2 separate regions of the Gossypium raimondii genome follow, and region 1 is linked to region 2. Evidence: chromatin contacts called from public Hi-C data. All regions are on one chromosome and are shown on one strand. The core of a region is the stretch at or near the end of the contact, and the rest is flanking DNA. Distances in the headings are between cores, read along the strand shown.

Evidence for each region. Hi-C and Micro-C count contacts between places; a contact is called where the count stands out from the background.
Region 1: a contact with region 2 is called in a Hi-C map of leaf, with 5 times the contacts expected there. The contact joins the promoter of LOC105783043 here to the promoter of LOC105781536 in region 2. A contact is called at or near these places in 2 of 2 Hi-C or Micro-C datasets (both in leaf).

The regions. Positions count from the first base shown.
Region 1 is chr13:33,315,755-33,321,555 of ASM2569854v1, forward strand. It overlaps LOC105783043 (probable linoleate 9S-lipoxygenase 5), which reads left to right and starts at 2,057. Exons shown (of 9, transcript XM_012608221.2): 1 at 2,057-2,407; 2 at 2,742-3,031; 3 at 3,120-3,360; 4 at 3,456-3,797; 5 at 3,895-3,980; 6 at 4,061-4,168; 7 at 4,253-4,557; 8 at 4,647-4,910; 9 at 5,050-5,801. The coding sequence starts at 2,200.
Region 2 is chr13:33,104,206-33,109,844 of ASM2569854v1, forward strand. LOC105781536 (mannosylglycoprotein endo-beta-mannosidase) reads right to left here and starts at 3,118. Exons shown (of 11, transcript XM_052627195.1): 1 at 2,862-3,118; 2 at 2,051-2,189; 3 at 1,644-1,871; 4 at 1,449-1,507; 5 at 1,052-1,100; 6 at 570-800; 7 at 1-152. The coding sequence starts at 3,010.

The sequences.
Region 1 (5,801 bases), core at 807-3,306, 210 kb after region 2:
TTAGTAGAGGATTTTATCAAATATTGAAAGAAAAAACCTGCATTTTGTGGCGCACACGGTATGTGAGAATAAACTAATCACCTAATTAACAATTAGTTCTCCGGATTTATATAATATTAAAATATAACATTTCATCGTAATCTTTTCTTACTAAGAAAAGAAGACATGTTTCTTAAAAGAATCCAATTCATGTCGAAAACTGAAACATGTTCTTTTTTGGCTGCTTTTTCTTTCCACAATTTAAGTTAATTTTTCTTTAATTTTCTGCAATCTAATAAAACAATTTAAGTACAATGTTTCTGAGTATAAATATATATAATTTCCTTTATTAAAACTAAAATATTGTTGATAAATACAAAAATTTTAACGATCCATTTAAATTATAAATAATAATTTGCAACGTGCATTTAAAAAAAAAGGAGCTGGAAACAAAGTCAAGCAGACAATAATGCATCGTACAATGACATTAGAGGGTTTCTTCATTTGGTCTTGGTTTCTATAAAATAATAGTTTGCACATTGCCTTCTTACTATTCTTAAACTATTATTTGGTTATCTTTTAATTGACTTAGTCGTCCACGTTTTTGGTTTTTTTTTTCTTTTTACAAATTAAGAAAATGGTGAAACCAAGAAAAAAAAGGAAAGACTTTGTCTGTCCATCAAAGACGACTACAACTTAAATCAAAGTTTCTATTTTATATAATAAAAATAAAAGATATTCAATGAAAGGGTTCATTTTTATTTCAGTAATCCTTTGTAATTAATACTTCTTTATTAAGTTGTTTTAAAGAAAAACAAATAAAACTATTCAACTACTGCTTACTGTTTAAACAATCCCTTAAATTATTTTTTAGTCAAATAAGTCCCTATTTTATAACTTTTACCCATAAAAGCCATTCATTATAGTATTTTAAAGTAAAATTATTTGAATTTCATGCAATATATACTTTTAACATCAACCTAAAATTTAAAAGAATAATCAGAATTTTAAAAGGAGTGATTAAGTGTGATATGTAAATAAGCTCCTTCAAAAGCTTTAAAATATTATTTTATTTTTATTTACTAAACTACTCTCATCAAATTCCTATTAGTTTAAAAATAAAATATTTTTTACTTTACTATTAAAATCAAGGGCTTCCAAAAGGCCTGCTCAACTAAAAAATTAACATTAGTTTAAGTGTTTTTTTAAGTATATTATCCAAATGATTTAAAATAAAAGTTGAAAACAAGTAACGTTAATCAATTTTCTTTTCTTCAACTAAACAGTTTTACATCAAAAATTTAAATTTATTTACTGTACGCATGGCTCTAAATAACCCTTAATAATTAATTTAATTAGCTCATGACCAAAATTTTATGCTGATACTTTGATGACCCATCTCCTTCTAAAAGAAATCTAACTTTTGAATACAAGTATCCGTACTACAGCTCATCTACAAGTCATTAAATGTATGGAAAGTAAAGTGTATTGATTGTTGTTAGGTTATTCACTTTAACTCAACAGGGTGTGCCCCATGATCTAACTAAAACTTATCAATGTTTATCACATGATACATTATCAAATTATATTAAGATTTATTCAAAGATTTCTCGTCTATAATTTTTCTTTCTTTATTACTGTTTTCACAAAATATGATATAGTATTTTAGTATATTGATAAATACAATATCTAAAAATATCTTTCCCTGTTTCCTGTTTCTAGATTACAATCTAGCTTGGGGTCATAACCCTAATCTAAAACTTATATGATTTTAAAAAAATTAAAACAAGGATTAACTAAGTTTTACTTTAAAAAAAAAAAAAGCACCCATTAGATCCCACACTCAATTTATTTATATGAATTGGCTTCATAGATTTATATTTTATTTTGGGAGGGGTTCCAAAAAGGACTTGGCTTCATTGGTGAGTCATTTCAAAGAGAGAATATGAGAGAAGATAAGGTTAAAAAGACCAAAGTGGCTTAATTAAAACAAAAAGGTAAACCCAAGTCTTTGATTGTAAGGAAAATTAACAGAAACTACTACCCCCAATATGAACAGAAGATGAAGCTTCCCAGTAACCTCTTTTTCTCTATAAATACTCCTACAAAGCCCCAACCCCTTTTTATCTCAAGTCTTCACATTTAATTAAACCAAGTTTCGAACATATTCTTTCACCACCACCGTCCTTGTATTCCTTTTCCTTTTCGTGTTATTCGGAGATGCTGAGCCATTTGCTCCACGCCGTAGCCGGTGACGACAATGGGAACGAGAAGATGAAACCGGAAAAGATCAAAGGCACTGTTATTTTGATGAAGAAAAATGTTTTGGATTTCAATGACTTCCATGCATCTTTTCTTGATGGGTTTCACGAGCTGTTAGGCAAAAGAGTTTCATTTCAGCTTATCAGTTCTCAACATGTCGATGCTGGTGAATTCCTTTTTATTTTTGTTTCATCCAAGAAGCTGAAAAATAATATTATTATTTTATCAAAGCATATTTGTTATTTTGTCTCTTAAAGTCAAAACAAAAGCCTGCCATTGCTATCAATAGTTTATAGTTATTTTATTTTTCTTCATTAACGACCACTTCCCTTTTATACACTGACATGTACATATCATCTTTAACCTCAAGGAAATTTTTTATCATTGTTGATGAAAATAATAATGCAGTAAACAGTAAAAAAATGCATTTTCATATGAAATGTCAAGCAATAATTAATATTAGTCCTAATCTAATAATTAAATTTGTTTTATATTTTTAGATAATGGGTTGCAAGGAAAGCTGGGGAAAGAAGCATATTTGGAGGACTGGAACTCTACAGAAACATCGGCAGTGGCCGGAGAATCTAAATTCGACGTTAACTTTGATTTCGAGGAGGAAATCGGATTACCCGGAGCTTTCCTCATTAAAAACAATCATCACAGTGAGTTCTACCTCAAGACTCTCACTCTCGAACATGTTCCAGGTCATGGTCGGCTTCACTTTGTCTGCAATTCTTGGGTTTATCCCGACAAGAAATACGATAACCCTCGAGTTTTCTTCACTAACAAGGTCAGTTCTTCGATTGTTTTTCTCTTTGGGAGTTTCAGTTTTTCTTTTGGCTAAAATCGTAGTTTAAAATGTTTGGTTTTTTTTTTAGACGTGTCTTCCGCATGACATGCCGAAGCCGCTGCTTCAATACAGAGAACAAGAGCTGATGGCCTTGAGAGGCAATGGCCAAGGAGAGCTTCAAGAATGGGATCGTGTCTATGACTATGCTTATTACAATGATTTGGGGAACCCCGACAAGGGCCCCGAATACGCCCGCCCGGTTCTCGGAGGTTCTGCCAAGTACCCCTATCCTCGTAGGGGAAGAACTGGTAGACCTCCGACCAAGTCAGGTGAGGATCCCATACCAAATATATGTGGGTTAAGAATGAATGGATCATTGAATTTGTTGTGACAAGGTTTTGCTGTTACTGTAATAATCGAACAGATCCCAAGACTGAGAGTAGGATACCACTTTTGATGAGCTTAAACATTTATGTTCCAAGAGATGAACGATTTGGACACTTGAAGATGTCGGATTTCCTTGCTTATGCACTGAAATCTATAGTTCAATTCATAGTCCCAGAGCTTCAAGATCTAACTGATAAAACTCACAACGAATTCGACTCATTGGAGGATGTTCTTGAACTCTACTATGGTGGAGTTAAGCTTCCTTCTGGACCTTTGCGTGACAATATCATCAACAACATCCCCTTGGAGATGCTCAAAGAAATTTTCCGAACTGATGGAGCCCAACTGTTGAAATTTCCTGTGCCTCGAGTCATTCAAGGTTTGCATTAAATGTATTGCTAATTTCAGAGTCAAATATCTTTATTGTTGATTCCAACCATTTACTTACTTCGATATTTTTTAATGAATTGGAGCAGACAGTAAGACTGCATGGAGGACTGATGAAGAATTTGCCAGAGAAATGCTGGCTGGAGTTAACCCTGTTATAATCCGTCTTCTTCAAGTAATTTTTTTATCTGGAAATCTGTTCAATTCTTAAAATTTACCATATGTTAAATATTTATATATATTCTCTGGTTTCAGGAATTTCCTCCAACAAGCAACCTAGATCCTAAAGTATATGGTAATCAAAACAGTGCCATAACCAAGGAACACATTGAGCACAACCTAGAGGGACTAACAGTAGAAGAGGTGAGAATTCGAATACCCCAGAATTAATGTTATCTGGTTTATCCTTTTCAAATCAGTCTAACTTGAAAGGATTTGGTTGAACAGGCACTGAGAACCAACAGGTTATTCATATTGGATCATCATGATTCACTTATGCCGTACCTGCGGAGGATAAACACTACGACAACCAAGACTTATGCGTCTCGAACCATCTTGCTTTTACGCAATGATGGCACTTTGAAGCCATTGGTGATTGAATTGAGTTTGCCACATCCGAACGGGGATCAATTAGGTGCTGTTAGCAAGGTTTACACACCTGCAGAACATGGAGTTGAAGGTTCAATATGGCAGTTGGCTAAAGCTTATGTTGCTGTAAATGACTCTGGTGTTCATCAACTCATAAGCCATTGGTATGAATTTATAAAATAGCATGTATGCATCGATTAGCTTTGATCTAAGAGGATGGTTTATGTTTATGGTTTTTTTAATCTGTTTACAGGTTAAACACTCATGCAACAATGGAGCCATTTGTGATTGCAACGAACCGACAACTTAGTGTGGTTCATCCAATTTATAAGCTTCTCTATCCTCACTTCCGGGACACGATGAACATCAATGCCTTTGCTAGGCAGATTCTGATTAACGGAGGTGGTGTCCTGGAATTAACAGTTTTCCCTGGAAAGTATGCAATGGAAATGTCATCAGTGATTTACAAGAGTTGGAATTTGCTTGACCAGGCACTTCCTAGAGATCTCAAGAAAAGGTACATTAAGCTCGGATACAAATAGTTTTTCCCTGTATTTAGAGTCATGCCCTTGCACCCATGTCCGAATACGTGATAGACACGGATATATAAAGCTTTTCGATTATGGAAATAACATGTTTTCATCTTCTCTATTCAGAGGAGTTGCAGTTGATGATAAGAGTTCACCAAATGGTCTTCGTTTGCTGATAAAAGATTATCCATATGCTGTTGATGGACTGGAGATTTGGTTTGCAATTGAAAAATGGGTCAGAGATTATTGCTCCTTCTACTACAAGACCGATGAAATGGTCCAACAAGACCCTGAACTTCAAGCCTGGTGGAAAGAACTCCGAGAGGAGGCTCATGGCGACAAGAAAGACGAGCCATGGTGGCCTAAAATGCAGACTCGAGAAGAGTTGATCAATTCTTGCACCATTATCATATGGGTGGCTTCGGCTCTCCATGCAGCAGTTAACTTTGGCCAATATCCTTATGCAGGCTACCTCCCGAACCGACCGACTATAAGTCGTCGGTTCATGCCTGAGAAAGGAACATCAGAATACACAGAACTAGAGTCCAACCCGGACAAGGTTTTCTTGAAAACAATAACTGCTCAACTGCAGACACTCCTGGGAATATCCTTGATAGAAATCCTATCAAGGCATTCGTCAGATGAGGTTTATCTGGGGCAGAGAGCCAGCCCAGAATGGACGTCAGACGAAACCCCACTTGCAGCTTTCGATGAATTCGGGAAGCGGCTTACCGGGATAGAGGAACGGATTGTAGAGATGAACAACGACGAGCAGTTGAAGAACCGTGTTGGTCCGGTCAATATGCCATACACATTGTTGTATCCAACTAGTGAAGGTGGACTTACGGGCAAGGGAATTCCAAACAGTGTCTCAATCT
Region 2 (5,639 bases), core at 1,868-4,367:
TCTATATGAGATTCAATTTTGCGAAAACCAAATAGTTGGCCCCAAGAATCAGATTCTCCGTGTCCCTTCACATCAACAGTAATACTGACATTATACAGAGACTGCTTTCCCATTCCATTTGGCCACCATAAGTTGGGCTTGTAGAAGAAAAGCTGCAATATACAGCATAAGCATTTTCAAGAAGTGTTGCAAGTAAATTTTAATGGCAACTTGCAAAAGAACGGATGCTTTGAACCATAACCGTGGGTATCCAATTTCAGGTTGCAAAGAAAGAAAGGATGCTGTTGCAGAGGAATTATCATTTAGTTTCCTCTAAATAACAATATTTTTACTTAATGAAAATAAAAGGGGCGGTTAAAATTTCTCGATGAGATCCAATTCGGTCAAATCTTGCTCCATATTCTCTCAAATGTGTCACTACTCTATATCAAAATGCAAAAAGTCAAACACAAATAAACAATAGAGGGGGGAAAGGCAACTGTTTATCCAAGACAAAGAACTAACTTCAATGCAACCAAGGATGCAACAAAACACATTCAAAAATAAATAAGAAAGTTACCAACACTGACCTGAGGAAATGTATACTGAATACGAGCTCTAGGAGGGATTGAAACATGCTGAGTCTTAAGATGCTCCATTAAGCAAACACTTCCTTCAAGTTCTGTTGTCACTTGGATATTTAAAGAACATTCAGCAACCCAAGAACTTCTGTTTTCCAATTCAGTTGTTGCATGCAAGTATACCCTTGTGTAACGGTCAAAAAACGAAGAAACTAAGTGTGGATCAATTATTTTCACCGGCTGTATCCAAAGCAAATGCATCGACAAACAGCATTTAGATTTAATTACCAAGCATCATAAAATAGTGATAGTGAAAACACAAGCACCATCAACAACTGATATCTAGGTCTAAACTGAGTGCTACAAATGAAGGTACTTAAAAGGAAAATTATTTACAGCATTGTGCAGAAATATACATGCTCAATAGTCAACACTAATACGAGATAAACACTAGTACAACGAAGTTTTTAAGTCTTATGCATAAATCTTACCCCGGTAACAGATATTGAGACTTCATCCCAGATACCAGTGTTCCGATCCCTGAGACAAGTAGAGGTCAGATATTAAGATATCGAGTTTTGCAGCTTTAGAAAACAGAGGTTGGATCCTAGCTGACAATTCAAAAACTTCTAAGACATACAATAATAGATGACAAGATAATAGAATACCAAAAAGAAAATGTAATATAATTACATTGATTAGCCTCTATATACTAATAGAACTGCATTGTTTTTCTCCCTGCCCTATGCACTATAATAGATGACAAGATAATAGAATACGGTTAGAGTACACTGTGACAAGTCGCATTATTCATCAGAAAATCAAATATCAGCAAGAATAAGAAAACCAAAACAAAACCCTGAAGTTTCAAAGTTATAATATGTTCACCTCACTGGAGCTATCCAATCCCAGCCCTCAACATATTGTGTGGCAACATCTTTTCCAATCTAAGATGACAAGAAAGGGTGTTAGCAATTAGGCCGCAGTTTTTGCTCACATTATTAAATGCCTACAATTTAACCTCAAACCATTTTGTTAGAGATAAAACAAATTAATGAGCTTTGTTTGAACAAAGATATTTACCTCATGATCCCCACCTTGCCCACCCGCAGGGGGAATGCTCCCAGGATGGTCCGGAGGGTGAACGAGAACAGCCAGCAAGTTTGAACCATCAGGATTTAGGATATCAGTGACTTCAAGGGAATGTCTTCGAAACATCCCTTTAGGGAGGACCCTTTTGTGCCCATTTAAGTATACCTCAGCAGAGTAATTGATTGCACGAAAATTCAGATCTAAATGCTGAGCTCCTGACTACAAAATATAAAGTAAATCAGAACAGAGCATTTGCTAGTTGCATATAACATTTTCAAGATTTAGGGAAGACAGTTCTGACCAATTAAACATCTACCTCAATACAAACCAAAATAAAAAATTTTAGTGTTTTAAGCTCATATTTAACCTCACAGATTTCATGTCAAAACACTGCATACCAGCTTACACTGGAATTTTGTGAAAAACCAGAATGTGTAGTACTCCCTTCCAGAATCAGCTATATCAAGGATCGTCTCGTTCTCCAAACCGTAAAAGGGATCACCAACAACTTTGTTCTCTACTAGAGTTGCCAAAACACTGTCAATCAAGAACAATTTATCCAAACCATTAAGATGAGAACTCACATACTAGCTCCATTCAAGACAATTGACTTTGTATCCAAATTCAACTATAATATTTTTCATGACAAGGAGCAAGGTCATTTTTGCATTTGATAGGACCGTAGAAGCAGATGTAGAATCATCAAATGATTCCATTATTAAGCGAAAACCGACAGTTATAGTCCAAATTTCAACCCATAAAAATGATAAATAATTAAAAGGATTGAAAATTTTTTAAGCACATTGATCTAAAAACGAACATTCCTTTTGTTTCTTTTGCCACTTGCCTTTAGCTTCCTTAAAAAAAAGAGCCACAATTATGGCGTTATATCAACAAAACTACAATTTTTTTAATTAAAAAAAAAAAGTTGAAAAAGCTAACAACCAAGCAGAACCTAATTATGAAATTTGATTTATTATCCTAATGTTGTTATAACTCTCTCATTTTCCTTCAAAATTAAGTGATGCATAACTAGCAATTTTCTCACTCAAATCTTTGCATTTACTATCCATATTAAAACAAGAGAAAACTCAAGTCAATCCAGCAAAACTCAGCCTACATTTCAACAAAACCAGAAGTAAATGGAATGCTGTATATGCAAAATATACAAAATCAGAACAAATATATACACAAGTGGAGGTTTATTACGTTCCAGGAACGACAGCTTCCATCCAGGGAGAGGTTGGGCTAGTTGGGGGATAAGTGGTGGTGAGCTGAGTTCCGGTGAGTTGAACGTCGGTGGATCTGGCGGCGAGCCATCCCGAGTCAAGCAGAGTCTTTTGCCCAATCTCTGCCATTGCTGTGTGTGGGGAGTGAAGTGAGAAGAGAAGAAGACTTTTGAAGAGTAAATTTTTCTCGTCTTGGGAAGACTTGTGAGCTGGCACCGCGTTTGAAACAAGATAGTGTCGGTACTTAATCAATGCCACGTGGTGTTTGTCGACTTGTTTTGTACGGCGGTCATTTCTAGGTGGATCTGATCTCTTTATAATCGGCCTTTTTGTTCATCTCTTCCTGTCTTTTATTTGATGACTTCTGTTTTTACTACTTATTATATTCCTTTTAGACAACAGAGATTACATTACATACCAATGTCTTCATAACATCAACCATCCATTTTCGATTACATTCATTCAATCGATTTATTATTATTAAAGATACTTAAAAAAAAACAAATGCATGAAGTTTGGGCTACCCTTTTAAAGTTATAATTTATTAGTAAGCCATCTATTTTAGGCCCACAGGCTATAACCAAAATAAAGTAAGAAAACCTAAAATATTATACCATTTAACTCTTTCAACTTCTCAAAGCCTCAATCCTTTTTTCTCATTTTCTATTTTTCAGCAGGGACGGTGACTGAACGCAGAAGCAGATCTGGAGGGAGATGGGCAACTGGAGAGTGGAGAGAGGCTGAGAGGCCAAATGGACGAGGGACGAGAGTGGTGGTTGCCTGGGTGGGTCTCGAGTTAGTTTTTCTTTTTCCGGCTTGCCCAACTTGAAGCAGTCCAGTTTTTTTAAAAAACCGGTCCGACCAATTTTTATTGGTTTTTTCGGTTTACAATTTGCGGTTCAATTGCGATTTTTTCAATTCTCGATCTGAACATTTTTTATTAGTGTTTGGACCAATTCCCAAACGATCAATTAATTCAGTTGGATTCAAACATCATTTTTAGGTACAAAAGAAGATTGAACTCCCATGGGGAAACAATACAATTAGCGGGGTATAAACTGCTTTTAGATTTATTTTTTTTAATTTAATGACTGCACATATATACTCCGCTATTTGCTCACTCTCGTGAACAGCTCCTACCTCAACTTCGTCATGCATGTTCTCTTGGCTACGAGAACGGTATATGTTCGGCATTTCTAACAATTAGGTTGTTGAGTGTTTTCATGTGTTTAATTTCTCTATTTATATAATAAGATTGTCGAAACCATTTTTTTGAAAAAAAAATAAGTTATCGACTTTAAAAATAAAAATTAGAGTCGCCACCGATCTTTTATTGAGGTGTAATCGGCTCACCTTAAAAACGATTCTGGTCTACGAAATTTGAGAAAACGGGTTCGGGAGTCAGTTACGCATGAGAAAGGGTTAGCACCCTCGTAACGCCCAAAATCGGTACCGAATTTGATTATTTAATGTCTTAATGTCGAAGGTTAAAAAAATTTTGTTAAACTCTACTGTTGAAATCTGAAACGGATAATCAAATGTTCAAGTTAGATAAAGAAATCGAAACCTAATACGTTAGGGTACAATTTCTCAAAACTCCCGAACTTTGAATATCGTTTTAAAATTTTAAAGAAAATGTTCATTTCGAGAAAGCTATATGTCATGCCCAATGCGTTAGGACATAACATATTGAATTCCCGAAAATAATTTTTGCTTATACGTTTTGAAAAAAAAATTCTCGATTATTTAGGATTAATAAAGAAAATCGGAGCCCAATACGTTAGGGCTCGATTTCCTCGAAAATCCCGAATATCGAATATCACTTTTATTTTAAAAGCTTTTGAATCAAAAGAAAATGATTTTAAAGTTTTGACGAAATCAAAATATATATTTTCTAAAAGATACGTTAAAAATATTGATGTATTATGAAACAAATATTTTAATTTAAATTATATGTATACATATGTACAAAATATGTATATATATAAGTATAATATATAAGTAAATTTTAAATATATATATGCATATTAAAACATGTATATATAAGTATACGTATATAAAATGATAATATATATATATATATATATATATATATATATAAAACAAAACAAAACTTATTATAATTTCTAAGAAAATATGTATGTATATATATATGTGAAATGTATGAAAATAAGATAAAAATATAAAAGTATGCATATGTGTATATATTTACAAAGAAAAACAATATATATATATAAATATAATATATAAATAAACTAAGAAAATATATATATGTGTGTGTGAAAATATGTATGTATATAAATGTATATATATATAATGGAATATATAACAAAAACGTAAGTATATGTAACCTATAAAAACAATATGTATGTATATAACATAAAGAAGATCTATATATATGAATTATAAAATGGAAAATGTATATATATATATATATATGTAAACTATATATAAAAAACTAAGAAAATAATATAATAATGAAATATATAAAATATGCACATGTATTTTAAAACATTTAAAATATATACATATATTTATTATGAAACACAAACATATGCGTGTATATAATAATAATAATAATAATAATAAAATAATAATAATAATAATAATATATAATATAATAACAAATTAAGGATTAAAAACAAAATAAATGAAAATTCAAGGGGCAAATCTAAACAAAACAAAACACCAATGGATCAAATAGAACACGCAGTTAACAAGAGAGGACCAAAAGGGAAATTAATCCCTTCCTTTAAAA